Linked DNA regions of Mus musculus: regions 1 and 3 are each linked to region 2. A link is a contact called in public Hi-C and HiChIP or PLAC-seq data. All regions are on one chromosome and are shown on one strand. The core of a region is the stretch at or near the end of the contact, and the rest is flanking DNA. Distances in the headings are between cores, read along the strand shown. Region 1 has its middle 9.4 kb from the start of Usp31. Region 2 overlaps Hs3st2 (heparan sulfate (glucosamine) 3-O-sulfotransferase 2). Region 3 has its middle 50 kb from the start of 1700025J12Rik.

Region 1 (4,268 bases), core at 1,247-3,746, 230 kb after region 2:
TTGTGCACGCGCGCGCGCGTGCGCGCGCACACACACACACACGCACATGCACACGCACACGCACATGCACATGGTGGAGGAGGGGAGCCTACTTCTTGTTGGTGTGTGTCTATGGCAGAGTGTCTGCTTGTTGGTCTACTATCCTTGGCAAGTTTTATTCAATTTTGCTAGTTCTTTAAAAACCCAACTGTGAAGTATCCCTATTTCCTTTGGCTGGGAATCATTGAAACAGTATATCTTCAAAGATTCTGAGAATTCACCCAACTTATTTGAACAATCTGGCAGTTCTCTGAAACATTTTCTAAGTCTAAGATACTACCATATCTAAATTTCCACCTTCTCCTTTTAGGTTAATTTTAGTCCTTCTAATTTTTTTCCTAGAAAATGTCCCAGATTTTCTAATTCATTAGTGAAATCATGCAAAGAATGATTATTATTATTCTGTCATCTCTTTTGGCTCAAGACCACAGAACTGAGTTAAACACATTCCTCAATTGGAACTCTCACTGGTGTCCCCAATTCATGTGCCTCTCCTTCCAAGTCTTGTCCTGTGCCTCACATTGCAGCCGATGTCACAGCTGTGCCCATCTTCCTCTGAGAGCCTTCTCACTTTCCCTCAGATCCATCCTCCAGCTCCTGCATACTTTGCTTCCTTTTGATAACCAAACATGTCTCTTCTGAGTGCTGCCTGTAGGCTACTGGCAAGCTAAGGAAGGGATGCATGGGGAGCCAAAAAGATGCTTGTTCTCCTGGGGGTTCCCAGCCACTAGATGTTGGATACAGGAGTGTGGAAGCCATCTTCATTTTCTCCAGTTGAGACAAGTTCAGATGGGTGACTCATATTCCAGAGCTCTCTGCATAGTTAAAATGCAGGAACTCTTTCCAGGACCTTGCTCTAGTCCCCTTGTCTGGGGAGTCTTATAGACACCATGACCACTGCAACTCTTATAAAGGAAAACATTGTATTAGAGCTGGCTTACAGTTTCAGAGGTTTAGTCTGTTATCATCATGGTGGGAAGCATGGCAGCATCCAAGCAGACATGGTATTGGAGAAGGAGCTGAGAATTCTACGTCTTAATCTGAAAGCAGCAGAAGATGACTATATTCCACACTGAGTAGAGCTTGAGCATAGGAGACCTCAAAGCCCACCCCCAATAGTGGCGCACTTCCTCCAACAAGGCCACACCCACTCCAACAAGGCTGTACCTCCTAGTAGTGCAACTCCCCACGAGCCAAGCATTCAAACACAAGAGTCTATGGGGGGGCATGCCTATTCGAAACACTACAGGTATCTATGTAGCTATTGTTGGTTTTCATTTTACTTTGTCTGCATGTATCTCTGTGAACCATGTCCATTCAGAACCTTTGGAAGCCAGTAAAGGGTGTTGGATCCCCTGGAACTGGAGTTGTAAGCCACCATGTGGCTGTTGGGAGTGAAACCCCAAGTGGAGTTTTCTAGAAGGGCAGCCAGTGCTCTTAACCACTAAGCCATCTCTCCAGCCCATAACAGGTGTTCTTAACTACTGAGCTATCTCCCCAATACTATGTTGTTGTTTTGCTGTGCTATGGATGAACCCAGGGCCTTATGCATGGCAGGCAGGTGTTATAAGCGATTTTAATTGCATTCTTTTGTCTTTCTCTACCCACTTTTACATTTGCCCTCTATTTATAGTAACACCAGTTTTCTGCTTGCTGTCGTCTTGGGAAGTTTTCTCTTAAAATATATTTATTTTATTCCTGAGATGTGGGCTACAGTTGATGACTCACTACCAAAGAACTAACAGTGAAAAGGGAGACAGAACAGCTTGATAATAGAGCCCTGGCAGACCCTGCCTGAGCCAAGAGAGCAACATTCACATAAATAGCCAAAGGGACCATGATATTAAAGGACCCCTGCAGGAAATGATAGAGATGCTGCTTCACCTTATTGATGCTCTCTTCCCCAAACCATAAGCCCGGGCAGATAAGAGGAAAATCTATATCTGGAGACACTCTTCAAAATACCTGCTAAGGTTAGGACAATCAAAGAAAGCCCGAAAAACCATCACAGGGCTGAGAAGACCAGGAAACAGAAGAACTCAATGCACCACATTTTCCAGACTTATATTCTAGAACAGCAAGGGGGCATTAGTGAAAACTGAATGAAATATAAATAAAATCTAGAATGTAGCTATTTGTGTTGTGATGCTTTGAGTCTGATTTATCCCTTAAAGGTTCTTGTTAGGGAAACTTGGCAGTGTGGCAGTGTTGAGGGGGTAGAACCCTTAGGAGGAGGAGCCTTATGGAGGTCATTGGAGGTTACCTGGGCTTAATGAATCAATGCCTCTCTGGAAAGGCTGGGCTGTGGCTTGTGTGACTGGAATAGTTCTCACAAGAGCAGGCTCCACACGTGGCATGATTCCCTTCTTGCTTTCCTGCCATGTTGTGACACGGTCTGCCACCAGCCACTGTACTGCTAGAACTTTCCAGCCGCCAGAATTGTGGGCTAACTAAACCTCTTCTCTGTGTGCATAGTCATTGCCCAACATCGTATATTCTCTATGGCAACACAAAACAAACTATAAATGTTAGAAGAGTGTGAATTTCATAGTTTAACAAGTGGACCATGGTACAATGGTATTTTAGTCATATTCCTGAGGCTCCAATGAAATGCTCTCACCAAAAGCAACTTGCGGGAGCGTGGTGGCTATTCTTGGTTGTCAGCTTGACTACATTTGGAATTAACTAAAGCCCAAATGGCTGGACCACCGGTGAGGGATTTTAAATTAAATCATTTGCAGTGGGAAGACCCACTTCTCATCAAGATCTTTTGCAGTGGGAAGATCCACATTTAATCTAGATGACACATTCTGCTGGCAGTCTCTATAAAGAAGACAGAAGAAGGGATCTCTCTCTCTCTCTCTCTCTCTCTCTCTCTCTCTCTCTCTCTCTCTCTCTCTCTGCTTGCTTTGGCCCTTGATAGCAAATCTATTCCTTCCCTGGCATTAGAACCTCCTTCTTCAGGATTCCAGTGTATACGGAAGACCAACTGAGACATCCAACCTTGTGGATTGAACAGCTACTGCATTCCTGAAACTTCTATTTGTAGACAGCCATTGTTGAACTAGCTGGACCACAGCCTGTAAGCCACTCAAAGAAATCCCTATCCCGTGTGTGTGTGTGTGTGTGTGTGTGTGTGTGTGTGTGTATTCTATAAGTTCTGTTCCTCTAGAGAACCCTGACTAATATAAGGAGGAAAGAGGTTTGTTTCAGTCTATTGATAACAGAAGTCAGAACCACAACTCAAGCAGGACCTTAAAGCAGAAACCATAGAGAAATCCTTCTTGGCTGGCTCATAGGCTAATGTTTAGCTAGCTTTTATATAGGGACCAGGCCCACCTGCCAAGGAAATGGTGCCACCTGCAGTGGGTTGAGACCTCATTCACTCATCATAAATTAAGACAGTTCCCCACAGACATGCCCACAGGTCATTCTGATCTAAGAAATTCCTCATTGAGGCTTTTCTCAAGTGATTTCTATGCTCTCAAGTTGACAGTTAAAGCCACTAGGACATATAGTTATATGAGATTAATATTAGAAGAAGATGAAATAAGAATATAAGAATTTGCTGTGTTCTTTTTTGCAAATATAAAATGACTGCAACATAAAAAGTCCATTATGATGCACTTAAGCTGGCCTGCTGTTGCCTGCCTGTAATCTCAAATACTCAGGAGGCTGAGGTAGGAGGATCACAAATTCAAGGCCAGCCACCGCTGCAGATGGAGTTGAAGCCAGCGTGGGTATCTTGTTGACACTGACTCAAAAGCAAAAGTGAAAACAGGGTCAAGGGTGCAACTTAGTAGCAGACTGTTTGGCTAGAAAAGAGATACATTAGTTGCCAGGCATAGAAGAAGCACGACTTGTTCCTCCCAGTACATGAGAGTTAGAAGCAGGAGGATCAGAAATTACAGGGTAGCCTTAGCTATGAAGCAGCTTTGAGTTCAGTCCTGGCTACATGGGACCCTGTTTAAAACAACAACAAAAAATAACTAAATGAAACAAAACATTTCATGTTTAAAAGAATGGTAAATTCCAAAATACTGTTAACTAGTGTAATAAGCGAAACACTGTGAGAAAGACTCGGGTAGCATTTATTCCTGGGGGGAGGAGGGACAGCAGCATCGCTTGGCATTTGCAGAGATAATTGAAATGTTTATTGGGTGTGAGGAGACCAAGGTCTCTGAGAGCACACAGGTCAGGAAGGAAGAGGACCGTGGTAAGAAGAAGTC
Region 2 (4,224 bases), core at 341-2,840:
TCACATGTGTGCGGAGGAAGAGTTCATTGGCCAGAGGAGCATAACAGACTGGCCATGTGTGCTAATGTCCTTCACATTGACTGCCAGGACTCTATGATGGGAATCACCTACTGACTAAGGTGCCTTCTGACAGAACTCCAGATGGGGAAGAGGGTGAGGGCAGCCAGCTTCAGGCCCTCCATGGTGCTTGTTTCCTTCATGTCCTTACAGATGATCTGCCATTCTGTAGGAAGCAGAGGGTGTCCAAGCTGTGAAAGGAGGGGAGCCTCTCCTAGAGTTGGTCTCTATACTGTTTCAGGCTGGCTCATGGCAACCACAAAGAGGATAATGACCCCTCAGCGCCAGTTAGAAGCATCACTGCCACATGAACTCTTGTTTCCTGGATGCTGACACCATTGGAAAGTATCACACAAGAGAAACAAAGTCCTGGAGAAATTCCTATGGAATAGGCATAGGCATAGGGCTCGGGAGCATGTGTGCCCAAAGCCAAGAAGAAACATTTTAGGGAGTAAGGAGTGGGTAGACACTCCCGATGCTATATAAGGGAGAATTAAACCAAGACTAAAGTTGAAAGCGGCTGAGATTGTGGCTCAATGGGTAGAATGCTTACCCGGTTTGATCCCAGGCCTTGAAAAACTTGTGGTGCCATGTGCCTGTAATCCCAGCACTCAGGGGGTGGAGCCACGAGGATCAGAAATTCAAAGCCATCACTGTGTAATGAGTCTGGGGCCAGCAGGGCTTACACAGGGCCCTGTCTGAAAACAAAATAAACAAAATAAAACAAAACACACACACTAGAGCGAGGAGATGGGCTGGCAATCAGAGGCACCGGGATGAGGAAGAGTGTGACTAACAGGAGGAAGCAGAAGCATTCAACTCTGGATCAAGATCCTCAGCTGGAAAGAACAGCAGCCATGGAGGACTACTCTATGAGGAGAGAAAGCAGGCATCAGGCTCCCCAAAGAGACTTGAATGCAATCAGGGAAACCCAATAGAAAACAGGAAGCCCATTCAAGGATGGGTGTGGCATTTTATGATTGATACAGGCTCTCACCTGTTTACCTGGCTTAGACTTCAGGGCAGCACAGGAAGTCTGAGCCATCCACCTGTTGCTGGTGAGGAAGCTGATAGGAATGTCACAGAAGCCAGGGAACAGAATGGCTCTGACTTAAATCCTAGCTGATGTTTTTACTAATTCTAATCATGCATAATTCCTTACCTGACATCAGTTACTCAACTGCTGACTATAGGAAGCCTTCATCAAATGCATACCTTGCACCAGTATTATTAGGTCTGCCTCCTTGACACCCGGCTGCTCCAATAGCACGGCCTGGCAAGTCAGCTTCCAGGTAGAGCCAGATAGATATGCAGACACTTGGGCTCCTTCCTGACACCTACTGTGTTTGTGTATTGGTGAATCCTCACAGAGATTTTACTGGCTTAACCCAGGACGAAGGACAGAGGGAAGAGGAAGAAGATAAACCCGGAGGAGACAGGCAGATATGCAGTTACCTTCAGCTAGTGTCCCCAAGCTCAGCCACAGATGGAGCCTGAGAAATTGAGGTCCAGTTGCCAGGAAACATCTAGGGCTGCTCAAGCACTCGCAAAAACACTTAACACCCACGGTCCCTCAGCCTCCTATCCGGGCCAGCATCTAGAGGAAGGATGCCTGCCATGTCCTCGCCACCCACCCACACTTCAGCCACTCCAAACAACCTTCCTTCCCTCAGTGTGCAGTGCAGGCATTTGTCCTCCTAAATAATATCAATGGAGGCCTTTACAAATAGCTTTTAATAAGCTCTAGTTTCTTAATGACCGAGAACACATGCTCATGGTCAAGAAAAGAGGCAAGTCCATAAACACATCAAACTAAAGGTGAAAATTAATTCCCAGGATGCACAACACCATCCGCTGCAGATCTCCCAAGGTCATTCTCCAAACCCAAGGTCATTCTCCAAACCTAAGCCCTGCTAAGGACACCTGTGCATCCTTTCAGAAGAGACACACGCATATACACTCCAGCATATGTGTGTGGATTTGCAACGCAAAAAAAAAAAACGTTAACCTGACTGCAACTCACCTCTCCCACTTAACAACACGCCCTGGACTCTCTTCCGAGTGTGTCTTTAAATAGATCTTTCTTGCTTTTAACAGCCGCTTTATAATCTATAGCAGAGCCTTGTTAGAGCTTATTTAACCACATCCTACTAATGGCCACAGGGTTTGTTCCTAGTCTCTATCTTTTACGTATAATGGGTGGTAGTTATGTTCATGCTTGCTATTACAATAATAATTAAACAAAGCAACAAACAAAAATGCTTGTCCTGGCTCACAGCCACTCAGGGAAGGCATTTCCTAGTTGTACGAGGTCCCCACTCTTCCTTGTACTTGTCGAACTTGCTCTGTTCTAGAGCTACAGAGTCTCCTGCACTAGAAAAGACAGGGAACAGGATGGGTCCATTGTACGCTCACCTTGGCCTTGAAGCAATGCATCTCATCCCCACTTGTTCTTCCTGTCAAGACCCAGCCATGGCCCTCAGTTGGGTGTGGTAAGGAGAACTATAATCCTTTGGAACTGTGAGAACAGTACAAGTAGGGTCACAGGAGGGAGGAGGTCCCCAGAGAAGAAGAGAAGGGATCTCTGTTGAATGCCTCTCCACCTCTACCACAATTGCAGCAGTGAGCATCCGTACCCCCTGCACAAGTCTTTACATGTTTGTGTAGTTAAATGTCTAGAAGGACAATGGCCATGTCCAGACGATGTGCATTTTAGACATTGTAGGCAATGTCTAACTGCCTTCCTAGAGGTGCATTGGTTTGTGCTCTTACCTTGTCAAGAAAACTTTCCTTCTTCACACCCTTGTTAAAATTTGTCACCATTTATATATCATAAGTCTGGGAGATGACTCCCCAGGTAAAAGGCTTACTAAGCAAGATTGAGGACCTGAGACCCTGAGAATCCACGTAAAGCCAGACACAGACACAGTAGCATACATCTGTACTCCTATGTTCCACCTGGAAAAGATGGAAAGTGGAGACAGGAGACTTCCCGGGAGCAGGCAAGGTGGGAGTGAAGAGTGAGGTTGTCCTCTGACTGCCAAATACATTGTGACATACGTGGATCTCTCTCCCTTTCTCCCCCCTCTCCTTCTCCATCCCTCTCCTTCTTCTCCTTCTCCCTGCCTACACACACACACACACACACACACACACTCTCTCTCTCACACACACACACACACACACACTACGTTATAAGTGGATAAATGATCCATGTTACAGGTGATCATGACTTTAATTTGCATTCCTATAAATGAGCATGTTGGGAGAGACTGAGATTATTTTCATGTTCTTATTTTCCATCTGTAGCTTTTTTCCGTTAGTTCTTTTCTAATGACCCGCATCCCTTTCTTCTCCTGGCTCTTTCTCTATTACTTGCTTTTTGGGAGGAGTCAGAGAAAACTCATAAACTATGTACATGAAAGAGAAGAAGCCATCCCTCCGTGATCCCAGTTAGCACGCTACAGGTATTTGCTGCTTTTGCTACGTCCCTCTTACTCGTGATACTTTCCCATTGCAGAGACATAGCTCTCTAATGTGCTTTAACTTGCCCGTGGTTTTTGTCTCATGCCTAGAAAGGCTGTCCTAGTGCCAAGATGAATTTTTCATGTTCTCACGTTTTTTCCTCCAGTGCTGAAGCCGCACTTGAATCCAGACTGCAACAGTGTTGCGTTGGTGATTTCCCTCGGTCCTCTGTGCCCTACTTTCCACAGCCCTCAAACAGGAACTGGGAGAACCTGCTAGGTAGGGTTATTGGAAGTTGGAGCACAGTGATTGTGTCCTTGGACTTAGAAACGACATTGGCTGAGATGAAGTATGCCAAATGCTAGCTACTGGCTTGTCTCCATCTGGGTTTGTGGTTTATGACCCTGTACATAGCTGATATCTGCATATTATATATATACATATATATATAATTACAATATATTATAATGAGCAAGTCATAGAATCTTTGTAAAAATAAATTAACAAATGAAAAGCATCTTAAATTCCAAAATATGTGCATGACTTGTCATTAAAAGGACCCACTGTTCTCTATATGATCATGTGGTATCTACCAGTACAATGGAATCCAAGACAAGTCCCACAACACTCAAGGTATGGCTTTACTAGGGACCTTTAAAAACTTAGAGTCACACAGAGAGGAAAGAAAACCTAGCACAGTGC
Region 3 (4,320 bases), core at 759-3,258, 150 kb after region 2:
TGTCTTTCTTTCTTTCTTTCTTTCCTTTTTCTTTCTCACTTCCTTTCTCTCCTTCTTTCTCTCTCTCTCCCTTCCTTCCTTCTTTTAACTATAAAGAAACATTTTCAGCTAGAAAATAGAAGATCCTTGCTGCTGGTTCTTTGTCATGCCTAAAGCAGATACCCCTCAGTCAAAAGGTTAACTATCGTTTAATAACAAAACATACATGGATCAATAAGCACACATGATTTCCTCTTTAAAAATATAAAGACATTTCTAATCCAATAAGAACTGAGCAAATGCACCATTAACACAGGCTTAAAGTAAAATGCTAACAGAATTCTTCAAGCACACAGATCCCAGGGTGAGCTACAGAAAGGCTTAAGAAGCAATGAGAGCAAGCGTCCTATAAATCTAGGTGCACACTGACTGTGATGTTTGTAGTGTTAAGTGTAGATGGAGTCCGAATACATGCACATAGTAAACGGTCAGAAAGCGCAAGGGAATCAAGTGCTGTCCAGCCCTGAGGGTGAGAATGCAGTGCTGAGGCAGCACCTACCTGTCATCTCAGCACTTGGGGTGGATATGGGTGCACTGGAAGTCAGCATCAAGTCCATGGTGACACCCTGTCTTTAAAAACAAAATGACAACTAAAATCAGAGGTGGAGGCAGGGTTTTGAGTATGAGACCAGTTTAGAGAAAAGAAAGAACACGGCCAGGCCAGGTATCCTTAGTGCAAACCAGAGGATCCACCCAACCACAGCATCCAAGTGAAAAACCAAGTGGGGTGGCATATATAACCACACACTTTCCCCAGCACTGAAGAGACAGAGACAGAAACATCCCTAGAGCTTGGCAGCCAACTAACTCAGTGAAACCAGTAAGAGACCGTCTCAAAAAGAAATGTGGGGGCAGCTGAGGACACCTGCTGTCAACCTCTGGCCCCTCATATAAGCACACATATGTCCAATCACATGCAAATGTACACTGACACATGAACACACACATATATACACACCTATATATGCACACACATATATATATACACACCTATATATGCACACATATATATACACACCTATATATGCACAAATGCTTGGTGTTTTAAAAGAGTAAGAAAGAAGAGACAGATATAAAGCAGGTGGGAGAGAAGATGGAAGGGTGGAAGGAAGGTAGGCACCATATTAAAAACTAAAAAGCCAGGTGTGGTTGTGCACACCTTTAATCCCAGCATTCTTGAGACCGAGGCAGGAGGATCTCTGAGTTTGAGGCCAGACTGGTCTACAGAGTGAGTTTCAGGACAGTCAGGGCTACACAGAGAAAATCTGTCTCAAAAAAAAAAAAAAAAAAAAAAAAAAAACCAGAACCAAAAACAAAAATAAACCAAAAATATTTTTAAAATAAAGCAGTTGATACAAACATCAAAGAAACAGTAAGATAACAGATAAACCAAACACATTAGTAACTACAGTAAGTATAAGTATATCCAACACCCCATTCATGAACACCTCCTCCTGTAGATATCTTACCTACATTCCACAGGTGAAGAAGACTCCCAGGCACAGAGAAGTTGAGTAACTTGTCCAGACTGTCCACCCGTCAAGTCACAGTAGCAGGGCTCAAACCTAGCAGCAAGCCTCCTCTGCATAGGTCCTCTCCCCCTCCCCGCTCCCCCACCCCTTAGCTCTAGGTCACCCCTTCTGCAGTTTGTACCCAGATGCTTGCAGCAAGCTCCTAAGTCACCTCTCAGGTGCCACATTGTTGTCATGGTGACTATGAAATGACTTAAACTGGATCTCATTTCTTCCCCTAAATTAAACTCTTCCTAATTGTCATTTACTTGAGAATACAGGCAGCAGGTCATAGGAGGTTCCTTTAGAATGATCACACATTCCTTTGTTCAGCTGCTTCTTATCCTGACCAAGGGCTTCCTGTGGCTTCTAAAAGTAGAGTTTCCCTTGTGTGGAATGAGAGCTATCCTGCAAGTCCTCCAGGGTTAGCACTTCTTTCATCACTATGGTTACAATGACAGCTCACTGAACATTTTCTCTATGCCCAGCACAGTGGGTCAGGCTTAAAGAGCATCATTCCCCTTTAACCTTCATGATTCCACCTCACAGACAGGATGGTTGACTCAGACAAGTCAGCCAGCTGGTAGTTCAGGAAGTTACCACCATGTGCCGTCCTTAAGAGAAAGAAATACACCCTCTGCATGTCACTCACTCAGCTGGTGCCATATATGTTTGCAGAACATAAGACAGGGAGGAGGCAGACTGTAACATGGACTGCAACGTTTTCGAGGGTGACCCAGGAGGACTTTGAAGCAAGGTGGTATTTGGGAGATGATGTGAGGGTGAAGAAATGGACCATTTCTGTGTCTCAGAGCTGGCAGGCAGGATGTTTTGAAGAGCAGTGTTGAGCACAGTGCTGAAATGTCACATTGGCTACTTTGACCCTGTGACTAGACAGACCCTATTGCTGGGCCACACAAGATAGTTCTACAAGGGACCTGACTCTTGTCTTGGGGTGATAGAAAACTGTCATCTTCCCCCATGTGATGTTGTATGAATGAGATCCATTCACATTCTACACAGCTCAATCTTGTGAGGCCTATTCTAGGAGACAGACCAAGTCCTTGGAATCGGATCTGAGTCTCTTTCTTTTCCTTAAACACAGGGAAGGCCTAGGAAATATGAGATGTCTGATCTTAACTAAAGAGTGAAGCCTCATATAACCTTCAACTCAGGAAAAAATAGGGGAGCTGGAGAATTGACTCAAAGGTTAAGAGCATTTGTTGCTCTTGCAGAGGACCGGGTTCAATTCCCAGGCCCCACAGGGTGGCTCACAACCACCTGCAACTCCAGTTCTAGGGGGATCTTCATATCTCAATGGGCACCAGGCATATATATGAAGCACTAACATATGTGTAGGCCAAGCACTTATACACATACATACATACATACATACATACATACATACATACATAAAAAACAAATTGAGAAAAGAATGGAGCTGTTTAAACCAAAAGAGCATGTCAAATTAATGACATAGCCCTGGAAACTATAAAGAATGGGGTGATGCTCATTGGGCCAAATATGTAAAATCTGTCTCCAAGAGAGGAGATCCCTTGTTCTTCCTGTGTAGTGAATGCTGACAGGGAGAGAGAAATGTGGTGAGCCACAATGTAGTTAAGACAGAATCTCAGAGGGCTCCACAGGAGAAAGACCCTATCCACCAGATCAGGAAAAGTCTGGGGCAACCCACACGGAGGAGATGCCAAGAAAAGGGGCGAGCCACTGGCAACACCAAACATCTGCTCAAGTCTGGAGCCCACCTGGGAAGGGCCCTGACTTGGGGTGAAAGGTTTTCAACCTTTTTCTATGGGCGTAGACTTCAACTCTCTCATGGGGGCTTTAACTCAAAGGACAAGTAAGTAGACCTGGCCAAGGAGCTCTGCCATGCCTTTTCTTTCTTCAGGAAGACTTAAGAGGCTAAAACATGTTGTGGAAACAGTAAGCATTCAAGTATTTGAAAATAATCCTCCAAATACAGTGGAGCCAGAGTGGTCCTTAAATATCTATGCAAATACTAGATCTATATATTGTACATGAACATTTATACCCATGGTGAAACCTCTTTAGTAAACAGTGTGCTGTGGTTAAGCTAAAGGAGAAATTTTACCACTCCAAACTAGAGGGAGAGCCGAGTGCTATTTTGGATGACGGAGCATGTGGTCTACCCCAACCCAGCCATGATGTTGTGCTTTGGAATGGAAAGGTACCTGCTCCATGGTGCTCTCCGAGAGTGATGGCTGGCTGGAGTATTTACCAGACGAGGAATCAATTCACCTCAGGCATTTCTACCCTCAGATGAGAAGTTTAAAATCGGTAAACTGGACTTACAATACAATGCTGAGCTCTATTGCCCCCAAGTGGTCATAAGTGATATGACAGTCCCACTAGAGCATTCCGTTGGCCAGATAGCTAGGGGAAAACCAAAACCAAAACCAAACAAAAACACCTCAGAAGTCAGTTACTGGAGTGCTGGAGAGATGGTTCGGTGGTTAGGAGCAGTGGCTACTCTTTTAGAGCCTCGGTCCAGCTCCCACATAGTGGAGCACAGCTACTTCTAGCCTCCCCCAGGCCCTACGCACCAGCACACGAGTGGTGCACTTACATACATGCAAGCAAAACATTCATACACATAAAAATAATAAAGCAGGTAATGTGTATACGGGGTGAGAGAAGGCTGAGGAAAGAATATTTTTATGTTGCAGCTTCCTCTTACAACCAAAGAAGAACAATGAGAATCCGCTGGAAATGGGGCAGAATGTGAGCTCTT

The links. Hi-C and Micro-C count contacts between places; a contact is called where the count stands out from the background. HiChIP or PLAC-seq counts read pairs in DNA pulled down with a chosen protein or histone mark.
Region 1: a contact with region 2 is called in a Hi-C map of cortical neurons, with 3 times the contacts expected there. The contact joins two enhancer-like sites. A contact is called at or near these places in 4 of 484 Hi-C or Micro-C datasets (the Ba/F3 cell line, cortical neurons and nephron progenitors).
Region 3: a contact with region 2 is called in an H3K4me3 HiChIP or PLAC-seq map of neural progenitor cells, with 21 times the contacts expected there. The contact joins two enhancer-like sites. A contact is called at or near these places in 1 of 15 datasets of contacts at CTCF or cohesin (pro-B cells), 46 of 484 Hi-C or Micro-C datasets (the 63-12 cell line, the AtT-20 cell line, the Ba/F3 cell line and 33 more) and 6 of 115 datasets of contacts at active chromatin or transcription factors (astrocytes, large pre-B cells, microglia and 2 more).

The regions. Positions count from the first base shown.
Region 1 is chr7:121,714,680-121,718,947 of GRCm38.p6, forward strand. No RefSeq gene overlaps it. Among named protein-coding and RNA genes, the nearest start is that of Usp31, 9.4 kb to the left of the region's middle. Within about 2 kb of position 2,497, at least 7 of the 459 cell types and tissues checked have an H3K27ac peak or open chromatin away from gene starts, as enhancers often do. A contact at or near this core is called in cortical neurons, where this site is marked.
Region 2 is chr7:121,485,886-121,490,109 of GRCm38.p6, forward strand. The region is part of intron 1 of Hs3st2 (heparan sulfate (glucosamine) 3-O-sulfotransferase 2); the gene reads left to right. Among named protein-coding and RNA genes, the nearest start is that of Gm39081, 52 kb to the right of the region's middle. Within about 2 kb of position 1,591, at least 13 of the 459 cell types and tissues checked have an H3K27ac peak or open chromatin away from gene starts, as enhancers often do. A contact at or near this core is called in cortical neurons and neural progenitor cells, where this site is marked.
Region 3 is chr7:121,637,438-121,641,757 of GRCm38.p6, forward strand. No RefSeq gene overlaps it. Among named protein-coding and RNA genes, the nearest start is that of 1700025J12Rik, 50 kb to the left of the region's middle. Within about 2 kb of position 2,009, at least 9 of the 459 cell types and tissues checked have an H3K27ac peak or open chromatin away from gene starts, as enhancers often do. A contact at or near this core is called in neural progenitor cells, where this site is marked.